3 separate regions of the Mus musculus genome follow, and regions 1 and 3 are each linked to region 2. A link is a contact called in public Hi-C and HiChIP or PLAC-seq data. All regions are on one chromosome and are shown on one strand. The core of a region is the stretch at or near the end of the contact, and the rest is flanking DNA. Distances in the headings are between cores, read along the strand shown.

Region 1 (4,439 bases), core at 1,870-4,369, 1.9 Mb after region 2:
CAGAAGTTTATTTCCTTGGTAACGCTAGAGCTTGTCAAGTTGGGAATCAATGTCAATCATAACTAGCCCCGATCCAATGTGATAAATGTCCTTAGAAGAGGAGGTTAGGATACAGGTGCGAATGCATTTGGGGCAAAGCCCACAGAGGACACAGTGAAGGATACTGATGTCTCACATCGCTAGAGGCTTTTATAAGAACACTTGTCATTGGATTTAGGGTCAACTTCGATAATCCAAGATAATCTGTTCACTTCAAGATTCTTCATCTACCTCTTCTCAGGTAGGGTAACTGTCAGAGTCTGAAGATTAGAGCTCATCCTTGTTTTTACGATTCAGCTCACTGTTCCTTCCCCCTATCTTAAATCAGTCCCTGTCGTTACACTGAATCTAGCCTGTCCTCTTTATGCCCAGTCGTCTCTGGGTACACTTCTATCATAGTATGATCCCTGAAGATATGCTGACACGAATTCCACTTCCTCTTCATTTAATCGGAAGAGCCTCGATAAGTGAACCCATCTGATTATCTCCAAACGCCCAAGCAATCAGAGTAATAGCGATAGCTCAGACCTCAGGGTCAAACCGGATGACGACCTCAGTCAGCTGTGTAGCCTCAGAAAGCTTCCTGACTTAACCTTTCTAAGCTGATTGGGTTGATGGGGTAATTATTGAGAATTATTATGATAATAATTCTCAATACATATTGATGAGAAATTATTATGATAAATTCAGCAAGAGCATTTAATTCGATGCCTGGCATTATCAACCATAGTCAACTAAATGACACAGAGTTCATAAAGATAGATTTTTTTTACTTCCTTGCACTTAGATGACTGTCTTTTACAGGAAACTGATCTGAGATAATATATGTACGCATGCATGGCTACATATTCTAGTGTTCTCTTTTCCTGCTTATAGGTTTCCAGCCCAAACTTTCCAACTTCTAGTGGTCCACATGAGCAGAGTCCCTGGGATAGGACTGCATCACTGCCACAGCCAACAGCATGAGGACACTGGTTACTTCGTCCCTTCAATTGATGTTATTTATGTCTACATCTACTTTCCACCTCTGATCAAAAAGAGAAAGAAGGAATGAAGGGAGGGAGGGAGGGAGGGAGGGAGGGAGGGAGGGAGGAAGGAAGGAAGGAAGGAAGGAAGGAAGGAAGGAAGGAAGGAAGGAAGGAAGGAAGGAAAAAGGAAGAAATCATAATCCATTCTGAAAGTCTGTTCAAAGTGTAAAAATCACTAGTATGGACGCATATGCTTGGAATGTCAGCCCTTAGGAAGCTGAGACATGGGGATTATAAAGTTAAGCTTACCCTGGAATACACAGAAAACAGCTTCTCAAGTATGAACAGAGAGGGAGAGGGGTGAGGGAGATGAAAAGGGAGAGGGGAGACATAGGGAAAGGGAGAGGAGAGAGGAGGGGGAGGGGGAAGAGGAGGGGGAGAGAGAGAGAGAGAGAGAGAGAGAGAGAGAGAGAGAGAGAGAGAAGGACATTTTGAAATAAAACTCCAGTTCTCCCAAGAAATAATATCTATAGAATGAAGTTTTGAAGAGTCACTCTGAAAGAAAAAAAAAATATTAGGGTCCAGGGTATAGCTCATGTTAGTAAAAGCTTAGCATAGGCAAAGCTCTGAATTAAAATCCCCTACAAGGAAGGAAAGAGGATGAGAGGAGAGAAGATACACAGCAAAACTGGAAATCAGAGATACATAAAATCTATGCGATTCTGTTTTACAAGCCAGCACAGTTCAGGGTAAAACATACACTCACACACGGAGAGTCAGTACAGGTTTTTAGAAAACAAAACAAAATCTCCTATCAAGAAATAATGTCAAGGGGGCGGCAGGGATGGGGGGGTGGCAGGGATGGGGGACGGGGAGATGATCCAACAGTTAAGACACTCTCACACAGGGTCCAAGTTCAATTCCCAGCATCTGCATCAGGTGACTCACACCACCTGCAACTCTAGTTCCAGGAAATCCAGCACCCTCTTCTAGCCTCTGTGGCCTTGCACATGTGAGTAAACACACACACACACACACACACACACACACACACACACACACACACACACATATATATAAATTAAAATTTTAAAATGTCTTTAAAAGAAATAAAAATCAAACAAAAGAAAGAGTAAGTGAATGGGAAGATTCACAAGTATAATTTTTAATCAAAATAAGTTTTTTAATGCTATGCCACAATTTGAATTTAAAAAGGATGCTTCATTTGCATATCTTGAAAGACCTTGGATTTCATCTCTAGGAGTGAGAGAAAGAGAGAAAATTATAAATCAATATTTAGTAGTTCAGCCAGGAAAACAGTATTCCATCAGTTCTAAATGGTGTAGAAGCTTAAGGGTCTAGTTCATCACAGTAGTCAAGGAAGCCAAATAGGTTTTCTTCATGAATCTAATTTGCATCTCAAGTAACTCAACAGAGCTAGCTTGTGCTAGCACACCTTCACTATCCGGTCTTGACAATACTGCAGGGCACTGCCATTTGCTTATAGGTTCTGAGTGATCAGACGGCTGAGCCCCCCAACTCTGCCATCTGGCAGCATCCTCTGGCATCCCGTCACTACCTTTGTCCTTACTCCCAGACTCCAGCCAGTTCTTGGTTCCACAGGCCACAGGCGTGGGGTGGGGGCGGGGCAGGAGGGTGACTATGAACAAAGGTTATAGCTAACAAGAGTGCTGTTGCTGCACATACCAACATCATTAGGGTTTGAATGGGTCCGGTTTTGACAAGCACCAGATCCGGTCCTGCTTTAAGAGGGTGAATGTTTGCAGGAGTGGCAAATGTCAACCCACCACAGATGGTGAATGCCAAGTGTCACCCTCTGACTCATTTAACATTTGGATTAGTGACCCAGGAAAGTGTAAACGGCATGTTAATGTTATCTGTGGATGACACCATACGGGGCAATGAGCACATGAGAAGGTAATGCAGCCGGTCCCGGGGACTCCAACAAAGGAAGAAGACCGGATGTCAACTGGGCAAAAAGAGATGAGCTAATGTAATAGGCTTACAAGCCACAGATAATGGATGGGCTGATGGCCGACTCAGATGGTGGTAAAACAAGGAGTGAGTCACACACAGCACACCATGATTCCATACAGAGCCCACGCTGTCGGGCCATCCTGTCAATGAGAGGTTCCAGCCACTGTCTGGTGGACACTGTGTGTGTGCTTTCACAGTAAAGAACAGCTAGGACGGTGAGTCAGAGAAGAAAGGCATGAGGAAAGGGAATTCTGGGGAAATAGAAGATGAACTGGGCGAGCCTTCTGCAAAAGTCAAGGGTACAAAAGTTCGCTTCTGCGTGCTTCTCTTGCTTAGACTCCCTTAGTGTGGCTTCATCTCAGGGCCAAGGTGAATGGAACCTCTCTCTCTCTCTCTCTCTCTCTCTCTCTCTCTCTCCATCTTGAGCATCACATTGGGTCTACAAATATTAAACTAATATACAGCCTTGGCTCAGGCTCTCCTCTGCCTGACTTCAGGTTCTCAGCACTGTGCTCAGAGCAGAAGGCCCTCTGTTTACTCTCAAGTCTCTTTCCCATAATATAACCAGCCAGTTAGTGGCCGTAGCACTTTCTCCTCTGCAGGTCTTCAATTAAACCCTCAAACGCTGTGACAAAACTGAGGGAAGGAGATGGGAGTGGAAGATGCTGGGTGGGAGCCAGAGGTAAGGAACTAGATTAATCTGCCTACCCAGCCCCCACCCCCACACCCCAGGCTCTGCGGAAGCCTGCTTTTACAGTTCTCTATTCACAGTTTTTCAAACTGTTATCACTGCTTTCCTGTCCTTATTCTTCTTTGTCAGCAAGCCCACCCTTAAGCAATTAACCGTTCATTAACACCTTCACGGAGAATAAAAGGAAGCAAAAGGAATGGGGAAGAGAGGAAACACAGGCTATGAGCTCCGACTCTCTGAGACAGAGAAATTGTTTTGTTGATACCATGAGCAGCATCCAATGTAAAAATCTTATTGCTACCTACAGAATCTTTCTTGGAGCCAAGAGCAAGAGATAATGGGGTGAGCGGGATTAGATTTGCTTCTTCCTTTAGAGTGTATTGTATTATGACCCTCGACCTTCAGAATCTTGGGAAATTGTCTTAGCATCAGCTGGACCCTTAATCTACAGAAGGAATTTAGTTACTTACGATCGCTGGGTTGACTCTTCCCTTACTGAAACCTCACTCAATGGAAGTCAGCCTGAAACTTGCGTAGACTGCTATAGCCACTGGGGAAAGGGGGGGGGTAGGAATGATCTTCTTTGTCACCACAGGGAACTTGGGGAGGTGGCTACCCCAGGCTTCTTACCCATCTCCACTCTGTAAATAAGGCAACAGCAGTAGCCACCCAAGTGAACCAAGCAGCCAGCAAAGACTCTGCTTCCCAATGAGGACTCCGTCAGCCATGGCATCTCCCTGCGG
Region 2 (4,808 bases), core at 459-2,958:
CTTCTCACATGCCTACCTCAGAGGGTAGGTGCAGAATTATGCAAATGATCCCATTTCTCAGTGAGAGGCTGCAAGTGTAAGATCAGGAAAAGATCCGCAGCCTTCTTTGTGATCCAAGTCACAATAACAGAGCTTTGCCTCTGCAAACTTCGGGGCGCTACGATTTACAAGGCTGAGCTGTCAGATACACTCCCACCCCCATCTCAAAAAGAATCCGAAGAATCAGGGTGGCCAGATCCTAAGTATTCAGGTCAAAACCCCTCTTATTTGCACCCAAATTTGCTCATGCCTTACTTGATAGAATTCCACAATTTTCCATCTAAATAATATTGCTTCTTGTATTTTACAAAAAAAAAATAATAATGCAACCCCCCAAAGGTATAGTATGTATGGAAAGTATATAGATTAATGCATTATATTCCATTAGCCAGCGTGGTCTAGGGAGAAAGCAGGACATGACTACCCTAACACCCCACCTCACCCCAGCCCCAGCACTGAGGGTATATAATGGTATCTACATATCTTTTTATTTTCTACTTTCTGAGCAATCATAGTAGGAGGAGTGTGGACTTGAAGCCTGCAGTCTGATCCAATAAGGGGAGCAAAGTTCTGAGGGACCCTAGGAAAGCCAACTTGCTTTCTCTGGGGCCTCCTGTCAAATCTCCTCAGAAGGGGCTGTAAGGTAGAGTTGAGAACTGTGATCAGTTAAGCCTTTCCAACCTGAGTCTGAACTGAATCCGTTGCAAAACTCCTCAGCCTTAGACCTTTGGGCTCTACAATAGGCTCTGCAAAACCATGGTTGAGCTTTACCTGGGAGAACAGACACAGTGAGCGAGCGCTGTGGGCTGAGAATTGCTCAGCCGCCTCCATTCGCATTCCCAGGACTCACACACAAGCAGAGATTCTATTTTCCAAGGGTAAGCGTGCTTGCGTGTGCATGTGGGTGCATGTGGGTGTGTGCGCCCGGCTGCAGAGGGGACATCACAAGCAAAGGTTGGGAGCTAGCTCCAGGTATGGAATGATCACCAAGGTTCATCAAACAGATAGCACCTTCCTTCAGAGATCAGCTGCAGCCTAAAGGTGGCTTCCCTGGACCCCCAATTCGTCACCTCCGGGTCTGGCCGGAGCAGCCCGAACGGCCTCTGCCCCTCTGCTCCTTTGACAATACTCACTGCAAAAGGAGCAGTTCCCAACACACAAAACAGAGCAGCCAGACCAGCAAGACCAGTAAAACCATTACAGCAGTCGATCACCCTTCCCGGAACTCCAAGGAAAAGTTTCCCAGTTTCAAAGCGAGCGTTTCTCAAAAGAATTGAAAATACCCCTCCGACTCCCCAGCTTTCCCGTCTCGGAACCTGCACCGAGGGCACAACCCTGAGCACGAGGTCCGGACTCTCCACGCGCTCCGGATCGGTAGCCTGTCACCCCTGGGGACGCCAGCAGGGGCTGGCCCGCCGGGCCACCGCAGCGACTCTGCGAAAGCCCCTGGGCCGCCACGTTCGTCAGACAAAAAGCGGCGGGATCTGGAGAGAGAGTGGTGGGCTCACCTGGGGTCTGCGGTCTCGCAGCCTCGCCGTCGGTGACCCAGCAGTCCGTTGCCCCGCCGGACGCCTCGGAGCATTGTCTTTAGCGTGTCTGCGCGGAGTGCTTGCCCAGCCGCGGGCGGCTGACTTCTGCCTGGGCCCGGCGGCCGGGTGGCAGCTGCGATCGCGGCTCCGCCCCCTCCGCCTCGGGTGACGCCGCCCGCTCCGCTCCCGCCGCACCCCCGCAGTCCTTGCCGCTGCCCCGCGTCTCCACCGGGCCTGCGCGTCCCGCCACTCTGCTCGTCCCCAGTCCAGGAGGGCGGGCGATCGCCCCTGCCCAGGTCCCTAGGAACTCCGCACCGCGCCCCGCCCCCTCGCTCGCCACAGCGAGGCTCCGCCCCCAGCCCGAGCCTTGGCGCCCCTAGACCTGGAGCTGAGCCCCCCAGAGCGTCCCCAGCTCAATCCCAGCTCAGCGCAGTTCTGCTTGGAAGATCTCTGGTGCTCCCAGCTTTCCTTAACCACAATGCACAGATAGGTGTGTCTGTCGGAGTAAATGCATTCTCATCCCTCCACCCAGCCGACCCTAGGAGACCCTGGTAGGGAGGGAGCAAAAGAACGAAACATGGAAGAGAGGGGATCCGGAGTACAATAATAAGATCTAGGGCGGTGGGCTCTGAAAGAGGCGTGAGCGCCTTCACTGCCACGTACTGTTATCCTAGGAGAACCACAAGCCGGCTGGAGCAGGGCTGGCTGAGAGATTTCAGGTCCTGCTCAGCTCCTCATGTCCAGGCCTCTAGCAAATGGCTCAGCACATCTCTTTGAACTTTAGTGTTTTAACAGTGGAATGCAAATGTTGGCCTGGAGGACCGGCCTTCAATCATGCTGGGGCACCCAGGTCCTCCACCTGTGTTTACACCGCTTCCAGTGCGTGAGTCACTGGCTGAGATACAAGGAGTTCAAGATATTGTTCCTCGGGCGAAAAATCTTTTTTAACTCTCAGGAGAGGGCCAGCCAGTCGCCTCCCTTCCTCCAGCTGCCTGAGTAGGACAGACTTGCACCTTGCCCTGGGTGTTCCCTAAGAAGCCAGGCACTGAAGTTACTGCTCAGGGCCAAGCCTGAGTGAAAACGGAATCCTCCCCCGCACCCCCCCCTCAACACATCTGGTTGCTTCCCTTTGCTTTACAGAGGCAGCGCGGTGTTACATCCTTAATCAGGATGATTCCACGGAGAGAAGGAAGGCACCACTCAGACCCTCCCCCTCTTCGCCTTTATGTGGTGTTAACACTGGCAGCGCTATATAGAATATGAAAGAGGAAGAAGACATGTTTTGGATATGTGTGGCTTCTATGTAAGGAGTGCAAAGGGACCATAAGGAGAATTTACTTATCATTCAATGTCCCTCATTACCCATTTAAGTACGGAAAGACTGATAGGAAGGTGAATAGGAGTCGTACTAACATTCATGAAGAACCTACTACGTGCCAGGCAACGTCACAGGGCAGGGTTAGCACATTTGACACAGCATAACACAGGTCCAGAAGGGTCCTATCCTTTGCCAGGGCTCCTCAGGTGAAAAGTGGTAGTGTTGAGATGGGAACCAAGAGCTGCCTGATTCCACCGAGAGTCCACCACATTGCCCTACCAGTCAATCATTTCAACAAGTACATAAGGAAAACTCTGGTGGAACGGCGCCAGCAGCATTACATTCTCCTGAGGGGTCCAGTCTACTTATGAAGACACCAGAGGGGAAAGTGCCAACAAGCAGACAGGTACAAAATGGTTTGCACTGGACAAACACAATCCGGACCCAAGAGGGGCTTTCAGTTCAGTGACACTGGGCCCTCTCATGGGGATTTTGGATCATTCATGGCTCTCAGCATTCAGCTCCCCACATCTTTCAGTCCTCTCCAGGGGGCATAGACACTTCCCAGGATAAATAAAGGCCATGCCAAGCACATAAGAGACACTTCCACACTTTTTACTCTCTTTACCCAATTTATCCTTAATGCACAAAGAACCCAAAGAACACAATAAAGAAGCAAAGTTTGCAACACAGAGAGACCGCTGTGGTTCTATAGCATGGCACAGCAAGTGAAGGGTTAATTTGGAATTTCTGCTCAATAAATGGTTCCCAAATGGTTTGCTGGGCTTACAGGAGATAAATACACAATACTGCCACTGCTGATCCATAACATGGCTTTTTCTTTCCCCTTTTATGCCAGCTATGTGGCAGCAAAAAAGGCTTCAGCCTGCCTAATGAAAAACAAATCTTCAAAAGTGGCAAAGATGTATACAAAATACCACCCACTTGCACAGTGCCTGTCCTGCAGCTGTTCGGTGTGTTATAATTCCCTGTGAAACTGGTAAGCTCGTGCATGTGGTGGACGTTTGGCTTAGACTCGCACCCCGCACCCCGCACCCTGCAATGCAGTGCAATTTGTGTGTGCTCAGCACTTTGCATCTGGCGACTTGCTTTTCATGGTGTTTTCTACTCAGGGATGGAGCTCTTTGATACAGATCAGACCTTTTGTAAGAGCAATTCTCTTGGGTGTTTTAGTGCTTGGGCGCCATTCTGTACAAGAGAGCTGTTAAATTTTAGGAGATTGAGAGACAAGATTGAGACAGGGGTGCTTGGGGGTAAGGTAATGTAGTTTATAACTGAAGAACCAAAGAGGCAGAAGCAAGAAGTGTGTGCCATTAAATTATCCTAAGAAAACCGGAGCCGGGATATTTGAGAGGGCTCAGAGAGCATGTAGACTGGGCTAAAGAATTCTCATGCCCGGTCTTTCTCCATCTGGATGAAACAGAAATGCCTCTCACCTTAATGTCAGAAAGGTGTTCAATTTCAGTCCATTAATATTTATCGAGTTGCTTCTCCTTAGGAAGTTATAGGGAAAAAGTAAGAGACAAATAGAAGCACTCGGAAGGGAATGGAAGTGAGTCAGGTAGGGAGAGAGAGAGAGAGAGAGAGAGAGAGAGAGAGAGAGAGAGAGAGAGAGAGAGAGTTTTCATGGAGGAAGGGGCCTTTGTAATGAGAAAGGTTGCTATTTTGGGACAATGGGGACTTTCCAGACTGAAGGAATGGTATCTCTACAAAGGAATGGATTTGGGAGTGCCCCCCCCCCCCCGACTTCGATGGCAGTCTGGCAGGAGTATGAGGACAAGAGACACAGCACAGTGTAAGGTGACACTGGGTGGAAAGAGCTGGCTTGCCGGTGAGCCAATAAGAAAGCACAGGCATTTCTGCAACAGAGTGATGTCATCTAAGGTGGTTTCTCTTCAGGG
Region 3 (4,672 bases), core at 1,213-3,712, 1.3 Mb after region 2:
TAGAGTGCCGCAAGCCATAGGTTTAACATTAAAAATATGCCTCCCTCCCTAGGCGCTCGGCCGACCCCGGGGCCCGCACCCAGGAAGGAAGCCTAAGGGCTCAGGCTCAAGGCAGCTGCCGCTCCAGCTTCAGGGCAGTCCCAGGCGGAATTCTTCCAGGAAGAAAAACAAAACAATCCCTGACTCCACGTGGGACTGAAGTACTCCTGAAGCCAGGGTTGGAAGACATGGGCTCCGACTCTCAATCCAACCGCTGGGCAACCCAGGACAACCTAGGACTTTCACCCCGAAACAGTTTCACCTTTCCCACCCGCGCGATCTCGATTCAGGGGCCCAGGCAGGACACCCCGCCGAGGGAGGACCCGGGACCTGCGCCTTTCCTAGGCAGGGCTCCGCGGATACTGCGTGGGGCCCCGGTTCAGACCGCTGGCCGGTCGCGAGGTCCGGAACCTGTGTTCCTGGCCGTCGCTCCTAAAGCGTTTTAGGGAGCCGGCTGAGAGACTGGGGCTCGGCTGCAGGAGCCACAGGCGGTCCTTGCAAAAAAAAAAAAAAAAGAAAAGAAAAGAAAAGAAAGAAAAGGAAGAAAAAAAAAGAAAAGAAAAGAAAAAAATCGCCCTGGCAGTTCAGCCTCAGATCAACAGCAGCGTTTCCCCAGCAGCTGACGGGTCAAATGGTCAGGAAACAACTGCGGAGAACAAAGCCCCCCGCTGTTCCGCACGGCCAGCCTGGCTCGCCCGCACCGGGTGCCGTTCGGAGGGGACGCGAGAAAGGGTTTCGCTCCCGGCCTCCCTTCCTTAAGGAAGACAAGACACTAAGAGGAAAAGTCTGGAAGACGGGGCGAAGAGCCTCGGCAGGGAAATGGGCGGCTCTTGGAAGGCGGAGGTCGGACAAACCTCCAGGCTTTGGAAGCAAAGACCAGACCCGCGCGAAAGAATGCACGGAATGCGGTGGCCGGAGGTAGGGGAGCAGCGCAGCAGGGGGCGCCCGACCCCCCCACACACACACACACCCCGCACCCTACAGTGCTCCCCAACCGGTGGCCGGCACACCGAGCGAGCTGGCAGGTGCGGCGAGCGGTCCCTCCCCTTTGCCAACGTCTGAGATACTGCGCGATCCTTTTGGGGTGTCTGACTTCTCAATGTGACAAGCCACCCTCTCTCCGGCCACCTAATTTCCTACGCCAGGGTTCGCTCGAACCAGGCACGCGCCGCTGGCAGAGTCGAGAATGATGTGTGAACAAAAGGTGGTAACTCTCTGCTCCCGGGATTAGCAGGAGCAGGCGCGGTTGTGCCTGGTGTCCCCCCACCCCCCCAAATACAGCACTTCAGCCTCCCTTAGACCGGGGCAAGTGGGGGTTGGCCGCCATCCAAGAAAGCTCTGAGTTTAGGCAGCGGGGAAAAAAAGAGATAGCTCCCCAGGTCTGCACCCCAATTCTCCTTTCCTCATTGACCGATGTGTATGAACTCCTGAGACAGCTCCTACCCTAGCATTCACCTTCCTTCACCCCCCTCTAGGGTTCCCGGGGTTATACCGAACCAGGCCTCTCTCGTCCCCGTGGGACCTAAGAGCGCGTTCTCAGTACTTGAAGCTGGGCTGCGCAGAGGAACCGCTGCCAGCATCCAGGCCAGAACCGTTCGCGTAAACAAACACGGAAACTCCAAGACGCGTGCGGATTGCAGGTGATTGGGGAAACGCGCCAGCACGGCCTCCCCGGGACTCAGGCTCCAAACCACAGCAAAACCGTTCACACTGACACGCACAAAGACACGCGAGGAAGGGGACTCCAGCACCCCGTAGTCACTCGGGTACTTTCCTCCCAATGCCCAGCAGGGCTCAGGCCGCCAAGTCCCTTACACTACCTACCCTCCCACCTCGCTCTCCCGGGCACCCACGTTTACCTTTAAGCAGGCAGATGTCCGTGCGCTCCGCGTTCCGGCGCAACGCCTGCACGACCAGCGACACCGTGCTGTCCTCCCGGAGACTCTCGGCGCGCGGGCTGCGCTCGTCGTAGACGATGACAGCCGAGTAGAGGCCAGAGCGCAGGCGGGCACGCACCTCTTCCTCGGCGGGCAGGATCTGCTCCAGGCTCACGGAGCCCTTGGCCCTCCGCCGCACGATGGTATTGCAGCGCACGTTCACCGAGCCTCGGATGTAGCCCGCGCTGTGAGCCAGAAACGGCCTGCAGTCCAGCAGCAGGCACTTGCCGCCGCTCAGCAGCCCCAAGGCGCCGTGGCTGCCGCTGCCGTTGCCGCCCGCGCTGCCGCCGCCGCCGTTCTCATCCCGGTTCATCAGCCTTTTGAGCACGCTGCAGTCCATCTCCCGCAGTTCCTCCATCGTCACCATGTCGCCGGCAAAACGCAGTAAGCTGGGGAGCTAGCTGGAGAAGGCCAAGGGCACCGGAGCCAGCTAGGCTAACAAGAAGGAACCAGGCGAGGGCTAAGAGGGCGCCTGCAGAAGTGACCCGCAAACTTGGCCCCAGGCTCTTCTCCCTCTAACACCCCTGCTTCCACCTCCCGCAGCCTCAACGTTACATAGCAGTCCCAGCCTTCTCTGGCGCCAAAGCTGGCGGGCGCGCGGCACCCGGGGCAAGCGATCGAGCAGGGGAGTGTGTTTACGAGAGAGGGCTCCTCTCGGTTTGTCGCCTCTGGTGTGTTTTGCTAGCTAGGGCTGCTTCTGCCGTGGGCTCCGCCGTTTCCCCCACCGCTGCACCGCCGGAGCTGCACGCACTGCCCCAGCCAGAGTTTCCTCCTCTGGCTTAGAGATTTATTAATGCTCGCCGGCTCTCCCGGGGGAGGGAAGAGTCATTACTACCTCGCCAGGCCCCGCCCCCAACGCAAGCTTCCCGCCCCGCCCCCACCCCGGCTCGTGAATGGAGCGCCGGCCCCCTCGCACCCAGTCACGGGGACTCGACGTCACAAAGAGAGGAGTAAACAGGGCGCTCGGTGCTGGCTGCCAGGCCCATTCATAAAACGGAGACCTAGAGGAAGAAAAGGAGGCAGCCTCCGACCCGCCCGCGAGCCGGCGGCTCGGGGACTTTGTGAATGGAGCCGCGGCGCGGTGCCCTGTCCTTCCTCAGCCCCGGAGCGCGGCGATCCTGGTAGAGATCGTTGCGGGTGGCGACGCGGGGCCTTACTGAGGCCTGGGCTCTCCGTGTGGAGGTCTTCACCCCTGCGCTCCCCCCCACCCCCCCGGCCTCCCCAGTCTTCGAGGTCTCGCTCCTGCAGCTCCGAGAAACCTGACACTGTGCGGCTGCCACCCCGTAGGGCTTGGGGACCTCTCCTCGCCGGACTTAATCTCGTTCTTCGTGCCCGGCCGGTTGTGTTTTGTCTTTGTTTTTTTCCATGCGATTCCCCGGACTTAGTTTATACATTAGCGTGATCGATTTCCATCCCGAGCTATTACATCTGGTTTATAGCTTCCCGCGGAACCTGGGCCAACGCAGATTTAGAAAGATGAAAGGGAAGGCCCTCGCGCCGAAGCCCAATAACAAAAGAGAGGTGGAGGGGTTTGTTACTTTACAACCCAGAGGGGGGCGTTAATTGGCCGAATGCTGTGCCCGTGCAAGAGAATGGGAGGCACTCGGGCCCAAGCTTCCTAAAACCTGCTTTTTTAACCATGGGGGGGGGGGGGGGGAATACCCGGAGGTTTTCCTCTTTGGTGGGAGTCCTCGCTTCCCTCCTCACACGCAACGTCCTCTAAGGAAATGACGGTTAAGGTCTACATTTGGTACGAAGGAAAAGATGCTGAAAAGTGCCCATGGGAAGAATGACCTTTTATAAAAGCAAATGTAATAAGCTAGGAGACGATTCGAGTTTCCGCATCCCTCTTTCCAGGTCACGTAGCATCTGCCACCCCCCATTTTACTTTCGGGGGGGGAGCATTTAATTTCCCAAGGGCTCGATTTTGGCAAGAGAGGAGGTTATGCGCGCATGTGGTGGGGACCTTACAGAGAGCCAAAAAAATTATTTGGCCGAGATCTTGCCAAGTCTTGTTAGCAAGAATTAATCACCGAACAAGGGAATTACGGGGTTTGGTAGCGGCGGCCAGGTCGAATATTCCATTTCAAGTTGCGACTAAGCCTGATTAAGGCAGCGAGGGCCGCCGAAGCCTTGGGGTCCTTCCCGCCCTGTTCAGCCTCCTCCACTGTTACCCTTTGCTTTGTTCTCTGCGTAGCTGCTCGCCCGAGATCACCTCCAGCTCTCATTTCAAGGCCTTCTACCGGCTCTCTGCACTCTGAAGGCCCTGACACCCCTTTCAGGGTCCAGTGGGCTATGGGGGTTGAGAAGCAATCATCTGTGGAGATTTATTTTTATTGCCTCGGGTTCCAAAATGGCACTGCAGTTTTTATTTTGTTTATGGATTTTTCTTCAGTTAAAAAAATAAACTATTACATGAGTATTAATTTGTTGCTGGCATATTAGCGACCCCTCAGCCCCCAACGCACCTTATATTTTGGTGCCCGGGGTGCGCGATCACTCTAATTCGGGTTCCGGAAGGAGCCACCACAGTGGAGTGACGTCGGCTGCCTGGGGCAAAGTCTCCGGCACCCGGCTTTCTGGCTGGGAGAGCCGCATGGGCTCCCTGCACCCGTGAGGAGGGCAAAGTGGTTTCTCTTGGTTCGGGAGCTGGGAGGACATCTAGTGCTTCCCCTTTGCTGGCCCTCTATGGGTGC

Evidence for each region. A called contact is a pair of places that touch in the nucleus more often than the background predicts. HiChIP or PLAC-seq counts read pairs in DNA pulled down with a chosen protein or histone mark.
Region 1: a FOXA1 HiChIP or PLAC-seq map of pancreatic cancer cells shows a contact between it and region 2. The contact joins the enhancer-like site here to the promoter of Prag1 in region 2. A contact is called at or near these places in 5 of 39 promoter capture datasets (the 3T3-L1 cell line, hematopoietic stem and progenitor cells, liver and 1 more) and 1 of 115 datasets of contacts at active chromatin or transcription factors (pancreatic cancer cells).
Region 3: a contact with region 2 is called in a Hi-C map of B cells, with 8 read pairs. The contact joins the promoter of Dusp4 here to the promoter of Prag1 in region 2. A contact is called at or near these places in 2 of 484 Hi-C or Micro-C datasets (B cells and CD4 T cells).

The regions. Positions count from the first base shown.
Region 1 is chr8:34,223,856-34,228,294 of GRCm38.p6, reverse strand. Gm29243 (predicted gene 29243) reads right to left here. Exons shown (of 4, transcript NR_166073.1): 3 at 4,327-4,433; 4 at 2,145-2,264. Among named protein-coding and RNA genes, the nearest start is that of Gm29243, 9.2 kb to the right of the region's middle. Within about 2 kb of position 3,119, at least 50 of the 459 cell types and tissues checked have an H3K27ac peak or open chromatin away from gene starts, as enhancers often do. A contact at or near this core is called in pancreatic cancer cells, where this site is marked.
Region 2 is chr8:36,091,728-36,096,535 of GRCm38.p6, reverse strand. Prag1 (PEAK1 related kinase activating pseudokinase 1) reads right to left here and starts at 1,708. Exons shown (of 6, transcript NM_172911.3): 1 at 1,548-1,708.
Region 3 is chr8:34,805,400-34,810,071 of GRCm38.p6, reverse strand. It overlaps Dusp4 (dual specificity phosphatase 4), which reads right to left and starts at 2,462. Exons shown (of 4, transcript NM_176933.4): 1 at 1,899-2,462. The coding sequence starts at 2,343.